3 separate regions of the Urocitellus parryii genome follow, and all the other regions are linked to region 2. Evidence: chromatin contacts called from public Hi-C data. All regions are on one chromosome and are shown on one strand. Each heading gives the region's core, a stretch centred on a gene start, on an enhancer-like site or on the middle of the called end of the contact. The rest is flanking DNA. Distances are from core to core; before and after follow the strand shown.

What was found. Hi-C and Micro-C count contacts between places; a contact is called where the count stands out from the background.
Region 1: a contact with region 2 is called in a Hi-C map of liver, with 5 times the contacts expected there. The contact joins the promoter of Spidr here to the promoter of Cebpd in region 2. A contact is called at or near these places in 2 of 2 Hi-C or Micro-C datasets (liver and muscle).
Region 3: a contact with region 2 is called in a Hi-C map of muscle, with 7 times the contacts expected there. The contact joins the promoter of LOC113187427 here to the promoter of Cebpd in region 2. A contact is called at or near these places in 2 of 2 Hi-C or Micro-C datasets (liver and muscle).

What each region holds. Positions count from the first base shown.
Region 1 is chr7:81,443,511-81,446,261 of mUroPar1.hap1, reverse strand. It overlaps Spidr (scaffold protein involved in DNA repair), which reads left to right and starts at 1,333. Exons shown (of 20, transcript XM_026395186.2): 1 at 1,333-1,404. The coding sequence starts at 1,369.
Region 2 is chr7:81,049,400-81,052,229 of mUroPar1.hap1, reverse strand. Cebpd (CCAAT enhancer binding protein delta) reads right to left here and starts at 1,340. Exons shown (of 1, transcript XM_026395188.2): 1 at 328-1,340. The coding sequence starts at 1,250. The coding sequence ends at 423. LOC144255712 (a long non-coding RNA gene) reads right to left here and starts at 23. Exons shown (of 4, transcript XR_013343897.1): 1 at 1-23.
Region 3 is chr7:81,398,722-81,401,560 of mUroPar1.hap1, reverse strand. LOC113187427 (dual specificity protein phosphatase 18-like) reads left to right here and starts at 1,321. Exons shown (of 3, transcript XM_026395202.2): 1 at 1,321-1,347. The coding sequence starts at 1,321. All of the region lies in intron 5 of Spidr (scaffold protein involved in DNA repair), which reads left to right.

The DNA of each region.
Region 1 (2,751 bases), core at 84-2,583, 390 kb before region 2:
CAAACCCAAAATAGTTTTAGTATCTGGTTTATATTGGGAAGTGCTGATAGTATTAGTATAACAACAATGTCATGCTAAAGCTAACACTTTTTTCTTTCATTTTTTAAAACTATTTTAGAGTGAGTACTATATAAAAGGATTTCAAACAGGAGATAATGAAGAATGAGGACCAGGCAAAAAGATGGAGAGTGTGAAACACCACCAAAGAATGTCTTCTTTGAGGTATACGAAAAAGTGCTTTTAAAGCAGACTAAACTCCATTTCTGCATATTTTTAAAAATATAACTTTTTAAATTTTTATTCATTCTTTTTATATATACATGATAGTACCGTGTATTTTGACATACAGATCATATTTTGACATATTATTATACATATATACTTGTAATTAGGATCCCATTCTTGTGGTTGTGCATGATGTGGAGTTTCACTGGTGGCATATTCACATAGGAACATAGGGAAGTTATGTCCCATTTGAGAATACAACTTTGTAAGAATCCTTTCCTCCTCCCTAGGCAGACACTTTCTCAATTTTTAAAAATTATCAATTTAGTTTTTTCTACAACGAATAACTTCTTTACAGAATCTTCCTATTCAGACTTTAAACAAACCTAATTTTGTTTTTACTCAGTCCCAGGCCTCCTTCCCATTGTGTTTAGTTTCAAGACTATTTCTGAAAGTGTTGAGACACCAGTATATTCACTTCTAGAGGGATCCCTGGAACAGCATCTGGGAACTTGTTAGAAATCTACAAGTTCTATGGCCATATGCCAGACCTACAGGACTCGGGAAATCCAGAGGCCCGTGTTTTAACAAGTCTCTTTGATTTTGACGTCTCATAAATTGAAGATTCTCTACTCTTTAATATTTGGAAGTTGTTTCTTTCCCTCGCCCCAATATATCGGGAAATAACACCCCCCAATACACTAACAGCTACAGCTGCTCCTTAAGAATGATTATTCAAGGCACAGCTTACTTGGGGTTTTCATTTTATGTTTACTTAAGGTTAGTTTGGGCCAGACAACACAATTCGTAAGTCAACACTGCACGATCCTGTCTGCAAGCTCTCTTCTAAGAAACCCAACGGTGAGCGCAGCGGTTCGCCAACGACGGGCTCCAGACGCTTCGGACTCAGAGCCGGGAAAGAAGTTCGAGAAGCAGCGCCGCCAACGCTTCCCCCTCCCGAAATAAAGTACCCCTGCCGGACGCCCAGTAGCTCCCCGGAAAGCGCCGGGACGCCAGGAAGCCCCGCCCTGCGCTCGAACGCCCACCAATCGCAGCGCGCAGTGAGGCGTGCCGACTGGGAATCTGCGCGCGCGCGTTCGGGGGGGCGGTACCAGCGAGAGGAGGGAGGCGGCGCGCGTGGAGATGCCTCGCGGCGGCGGCCGCCCTCGCAGTCATAAGGTGCGCGGTGGGGCGGGAGTTGAGACCGTGCGGTTTCGCGTGTGGCTAGGGGGAAGCGCTGGCCCGCGGTGGCAGCTCGGTTTAGTCCTCAGCAGGCGTGAACGCCGGTTGGTTGGGCTAGAGGGTGGGCGCTGTGGCTGGCGGGCACTCCAGCCTGCGAGCTGGAGCCCGGGCGAGGCCGCGGCGGGCGGGTCTGCGTGCGGGTGCTGCTGCCGCCGCCCCCAAGTCGCTCTTCTGCCCGGATTGTGTGCGCTACTCCTGTTGTGGGAAAGGCGAGGGTGGCAGCGGTGGGCGTGACGGAGTGGGCTTCTGGGGCTTGAGTTGGGAACTAGTGAGTGAGATATATTCTTCCTCGCTGGTGTCTAGAAGTTCTTTTTAATTTTTTTTTTTTTGATTCATTCCTATAACGAACGCACCAAGACAGCAGTGGATATCGGCATGCCTCTGCCAGTTTTTCGTGTTGCTACTTTTCTTGTCGTTCCTAAATTTCCTCTGAAACTTTCTCTTTCTGCCAGTGGGAGAGGAATCTGGAGTTAAGTGCTTCCAGTCTGTATTCCAGCACCCTGCACAGTTTGTAGGCACGAAGTAGGTGTGTAGCAACTATGTAACAGGCACGATATGTGAAATGATTGCAACTGCATTCATGAGGACATCATTTTTATTCTATCAGTTGTGGTGGTCATAGTGTTGATTTTTTGCCACCTGCTTGTATTTCTTTTGGAGTGTCCCTGATGTTGCTACCCTAATCTTTTTAGTCTTTACAACTGCTCATTTATTTCCCTTTGCTGTCTTCCTGCCATGTTCTATATTTTATTTTATTTTGCCAAACTGGGGAGGGAGGAGCTACATTCCCAATCCTTTTTATTTTTTTATTTTGACATAGGGTCTTAGTTGCCTAGGCTAGTGTGTGTAATTTGCTTCAGCCTCCAGTACTTGGGATTGTAGGCCTGCACCACTACACCCAGCCACTAGCCACATTTCAAATGCACAGTAACTACATGTTGTCAGAGGCTTCTGGGTATCCAGCACAATACAAAACATTTATGTCATTGCAGCAAGTTCTGTTAGGTATCACTGGTGTACACTATTTGAAATGGTATTCTCTAAAAGCCAAAGATTTTCTAATTGCCATCATTTATTCAGATTTTCAAGACATATAAAACTTGATGGTATTGGTTTTAGAGAATAGGAACATTCTGAGATACAAAAAAGGAGAGCTCAATTTGGGGGAGATTGGCTGATTTTCATAGCAGTTGATATTTTACCTTTAGGAAGGTGTAACAGCTTGAGCTATGAGGCTAAGATGGAGGGTTGAAGAGAAGTGTGGGTATGGAAGTGTGTGATTGT
Region 2 (2,830 bases), core at 91-2,590:
TAGTCATTGCGAATATATGAAGCAGGGGCGATTTTAAATGCTTCTTTATTCTTACAAATGTTGTAAAAATTAATATAAAAAGTGATCATGCTCAGTCTTTTCCTCTTATCTACAATACAAAGGTTTTGTTTGAAAGGGTTTTTGTTTTTTTACAAATGTACCTTAGCTGCTTCAATAAGAGTAAGATGTAGAAAAAGCTACCATTATAAAAATAATTTAAGGGAAAATAAACACGTATAGCTTCTCTCGCAGTTCAGTGACTGTAAGTCCAGGCTGTAGCTTCCTTTCACTCACATGTCCCAAAGAAACTGCAGCAGGCGCCGGGCGACTCTCGCGGCGCCGGGCTGGGGCGCGCTCCACTCCGGGCCCGTAGATTCTGAGGTATCGGTCGTTGGTGAGTCTCTCCCGGCCCTGGCCGCGCGTTACCGGCAGTCGGCGGCCCCGGCGGACGACAGGAAGGACGGGCTGGGCAGCTGTTTGAAGAACTGCCGGAGGCCGGCCAGGTCCCGCGTGAGCTGCTCCACGCGCTGGTGCAGTTTCTCGTTCTCCGCCGACAACTCCACCAGCTTCTGCTGCATCTCCTGGTTGCGTCGCTTGGCCTTGTCGCGACTCTTGCGCACCGCGATGTTGTTGCGCTCGCGTCGCTGTCGGTACTCCGGGCTGCCGCGGTCGGGGCCCCTCTTGCCGGAGCCTTTTTCTCGGGCAGGACCGGGCGCCGGGCTCGGACCCGGGCTGCTTCGCGGCGGCTCCGGAGACGTGGGCGGTGTGGGTTGCGCGGAGGTCGCCAGGCTCACCACCGTCTGCGCGCACGCGGCCACCTGCGCGGGCAGCAACGAGCCGGGCGCGTCACTGTCGCCCCAGTCAGGTTCCCGCTTGAGCGGGCGCGGGACAGCGGGGCCCGGGCCGGGCGGCCGCGCGGGGCCGCCGGGCAGTAGCTCCAGGCCGCCCGCGCCGCCCGCGCCGCCCGCGCCGCCCGCCTTATGGTTGCTGTTGAAGAGGTCCGCGAAGAGCTCGTCGTGGCACAGCTCCAAGGTGGGCACGGCTGCCATGGAGTCGATGTAGGCGCTGAAGTCGATGGCGCTCTCGTCGTCGTACATGGCAGGGGCGGCGGCGCCCGGCTCCCCCAGGGCCCCGGGCTCGGCCCCGCGTACCGGCTTGCCCGCCCGGCCTGGCTCGTAGAAGGGCGCGGGCTCCGCGGGCCAGGGCGCGCCGCGCGCTGGGCCGTCCAGGCTGAAGAGCGCGGCGCTCATGGCGGCGTCGGGCCAGACTTGGCGTCTAAGTGCTGCTGTCACCTCGCTGGGCCGACCCCGCCGCCTTTTCTAGCCGGGGCTGACGCGCACGCCCCGCCCCGGCTACGGCACAGCGAGGGCGCCCCGGGGCCGCGGGGGCGATGGGCGGGGGCCCTGGGGGAGCCTCCGCCCCTGGCCCCCGGCCCCGGCGCCGTCCCCCAGCTGTCCGCTGGCGTGCCCCTCTCCCGGCTGCTCCAACAACCCGGTCGCGTTCCCGGGACCCTCTCGCCGGCACGTGGGGGATGGGATGCGCGTTTCTGCCCCCGCCCCCGCCCCTGGCCCATCCCGAGTCGCGCTGCTGGGAATCGCCCTCCTACTGCCCGCTCTCCAGGGCCTTCCCTCCTTCCTGTTTGTGGGGTTTGGAGCTTCCTAGTTCCTCGCCACTGGGAGTAAAATTAAAACCAGGACTTGGCCCCGGATTGTGTTCATCCTGGGTCGCCTCTGGTCTCCAGAGAAGAGAGAACCGGGCGGTAGGGCTTCGTGCGGCCAAAGGTCTCCAAGGGTCTCCGGCTTCGGATTGGCGCAAGAGACCCTCACCCAGGCGCCCACGCCGAGGGCCCAGATGTGGAGACCCACGCTGGGGAAATGAGGCGCAGGAACTCATTTTTAGCCACTCTGGTGGCGCGCAGCAAGCGCAAGCGCGCAGAGGGAGGCTGCTTCTCATCACCCACGTTTCAGGGAATTTGGGGCCCGCTCTAGCCGCCTTGCTCGGAGATCCTGGGGCCCAGCTGGCCCTAGGGACAGAGGCTCAGCCATGCAACCGATGCTTCCTGGGGACAGCAGGACCTCCTCGATACCATTCATAATAGCAGAGCCGATAGGAGAGTGCGGTCACAACGCCACGTCTGGACCACCAACCATCCTAAATTCAGTCCTTCCTTGGAGCAGAGGGCCTGCCGCCCTTCCCAAGCCCCCAAAGCACTAGCGCTCCCTGGGGGCTTCCTGAGAGCTCCCTGGGCGCTGTCGGGTTTTTTGCAGGTCTACTGAAACAGTGCCACCTTGTGGTGCTCTCTTGCTTTAGCCCTCTTTCCAGTTCCAGACTCATTTCCCTATTAAATTCAAGAGGTGCTCTTGATCTATAGTACTGGTCCCATTTGGGAGAAAGATAAGTTCTACTCCAGTAGTTGTAATGGGGTATTAAGTTGTTATTGCTTCTTATGTTGTAAAATGAATGCGTGAAAAGTTGAAGTAAAATCCGGGCGAGGTGGCATGCACTTGTAGTCCCAGCTATTCTGTAAGCTGAGGCGAAAAGATCACTTGAGCCCAGAATCCCAGACCAAATCTGGCAGCATAGTTAGACACACACACATACCATCTCAAAAAAAAAAAAAAAAAAAAAAACAGGATGGGGTTTGTTCCTGAGGCAAATATTTCTGGTCAAATCCATTTTTAAATCATTGTTCTGATGGAGATCTACCCTCCATTTTGCATCCTTTGCTTGAGTTTTTCAACGGGTGTTGTGTCAGAACACCAGCTGCTAATTCCTAAAAATGCATTATGGGATATTTAGTGGGTTTTCTGAAAAGGGACAAATATTGCAT
Region 3 (2,839 bases), core at 72-2,571, 350 kb before region 2:
ATTTACAGAAGATAATATTTTTGAGAATGCATGTCTGAAGATGTTTTTATCATACATTGGTATATAATTGAAAACTTGTACAGAATTTTTGATTGAGAATAATTTTTCTTTGAAGTTTTGGAAATATTACTTCATTGTCTCTAGGGCAAGTTACTTGTGCTTTATTTTGAGCCTTTGGTGGTGTTTCCTTAATTGTTCTTATCTTTGTATTCATGCCTTCTTATCTGTTCTGGAATTAATTATTTGTAAGCAGGCTAAGAAGCATGCCATGATCTAAAATTTTCTGTTGATCTTTCAATTATTATTTTTCTCTCACAACTTTTTGTTTTCCTTGGACTTGGTAATTATTTATTTTTGTTTATCTACTTTTTTTGGGGGGGAGAGAAGAGAGAGAGAATTTTTTAATATTTATTTTTCAGTTTTCGGTGGACACAACATCTTTATTTTATTTTACGTGGTGCTGAGGATTGAACCCAGCGCGCCACGCATGCCAGGCGAGTGCGTTACTGCTTGAGCCATATCTCCAGCCCTGTTTATCTATTTTTAATTACCATTAAATAACTCTGTGAGGTGGGAGCTGTTTTTATCCTCCCTATTTTCCAGATGAGAATTCTGAGGGGGATAATTAAATAATTTTCATTGTGTTTTAAACTACTAATACTAACTAATACAGGATTCTAATTCAGGCATTCTAGCTTCTGAGCTTTGGTTCTAACCATTTTGCTGTAGTGTCAAGTAATACTAATAGCAATAATAAGATTACTAACCATACCGTGAGTTCTTACTGTGTTAACCACTTTTCTAAGTGTCGAATATATGAGGTAAATATTACTATTAAGCCCTTTTGAAAGATGAGGGAACGGAGGCACAGCTAGTAAATGGCAGAGTGTGATTTTAATTTATGAAGTCTGATGCCAAATTCTGTTTAACGATTTGTGTTATATTCCTTGGAATGTAACATGTGAATTACTTGAAGGAAAGCATGGAAGGAACTAAAGTCCATGGCAGTAACTTCTCTGTACTACTGTCTTTTAACATACTTAACAAATGTAGCTGATTATGGATGTGACTTTCCATGTTGGTTGACAGTGCTGCTGCCTGGATTTTCAGTTTGTTTTATCATTGTCATCTAAGAATCATTCCTGTAGAGGGCAGCAGAGATATACCACACAGTTGTGGTAACCTACATTTTTTTTTTTTTTAGGAACTATGCAGGAAATCAGATTTAGGTAAACTTTGTTATGTAATTCCCATGCACTTTACGTAGTGATCCCTATGAAAATATAGGCTAAACGACATAATACATATCAGATAACTAGAATGAGGTTCAAGCTTTTTGTTAAGAAGGTAAACAGAAGCTGACTGGCACAGTAAAAGACTTAGAAGTAGTGGTTCATGCAGTTTCAAATAGAAAGCAAATGTGGTTTGTAAGTTTGAAGTTTGGCTTCATTGTTATGAAACAGATGATTGCTTTTTGCTCTTTACCAGTAGGGGAAGAAAAATTATTTGATAACTCATAGAAGAAGGAATTGGGGAAAAGTTTTAACAAAACAGGAAAGTCATCTGACAAAAATTTTTAAGTATTTCTAAATCTGAGTATTTATAATTGTTTTCTAGTATTTTTAATTATGTAATACACCTAACATAAACCTTACATCTGACTATTTTTAAAGTTATGGTATGAAATATTTGTGTAATGCTGTGGAACCATTATCTTCCATCTCCAGAACTCTTTTTATCTTATAAAACTGAAACTCTGGGGCCAGAGCGCTTGCCTAGCATCTATGAGGCCCTGGGTTGGATCCTTAGCACCACATAAAAAATAAATACACAAAATGAAGGTATTGTATCCAACTACAACTAAAAATATTAAAACAAAACAAAACAAAAAAACCCCTGAAACTCTGTATCCATTAACCAATAACTCCTGATTTTCCCCTGACCCCCAACTCCTGGAAACCCACCATTCTACTTTCTGTCATTCTGAATATGACTCCTTTAATTACCTCATGTGAGTGGAATCATATGTTATCTTTTTTTGTGATTGACTTATTTCACTTAGTATAATGTCCTTATGGTTAATCTGTGTCGTCAGAATGTCCTTCCTTTCTAAGGCTGAATATTATTCTATTGTATGTTTATGACACATTTTGACTTAATTTGTGGCTTAACAATTAGTCTAACCTGGAACTTGTCCTCTGTACTCTTGAGAAGAATGTGTATGCTGTTGTTGGATACAGTGTTGTAATGTTGTATAAATGTGTTAGATCTAGTCAGTTTATTGTGTTAAGTCCTGTATTTCCTTACTCTGTCTGGTTGTTCTGTTACAGAGGAGGGTATTGATTCCATCAACTATAATTATGAACCATTTCTCCTTTTAATTCTGCCAGTTTTGGCTTTATATATTTTAAGGTCTCTTATTAGGTACATAAATATTTGTAATTTTTATATCTTTCGTATTGAACCTCTTTAATATATATGTACTTCTTTATCTCTCATAACCTTTTTTGATTCAAGTCTTTTTTTTTTTTCTGGTATTAGTATGGCCCCTCTCTTCTCTCTTATAGTTACTGTTTGTATGGAGTGTCTTTACTATTTGATTTCAATCTTTTAATATCTTTAATCTAAAGTGATTCTAGCATAAACAATATGTAGTTGGATTTTTTTAAAATAAAAGCTACCAATCTCTGTCCTTTGATTGGAGAGCTTAATTCATTTAAAGTAATTATTGGTATAGAGGAAGTTCTATAATTTTTCTGTTTTTTTAAATATCCTGTTTTGCTTATTTTGTCCCTCATTTTTCTGCATTACTGTCTTTTTTTGTGTTTAGTTAATTGTT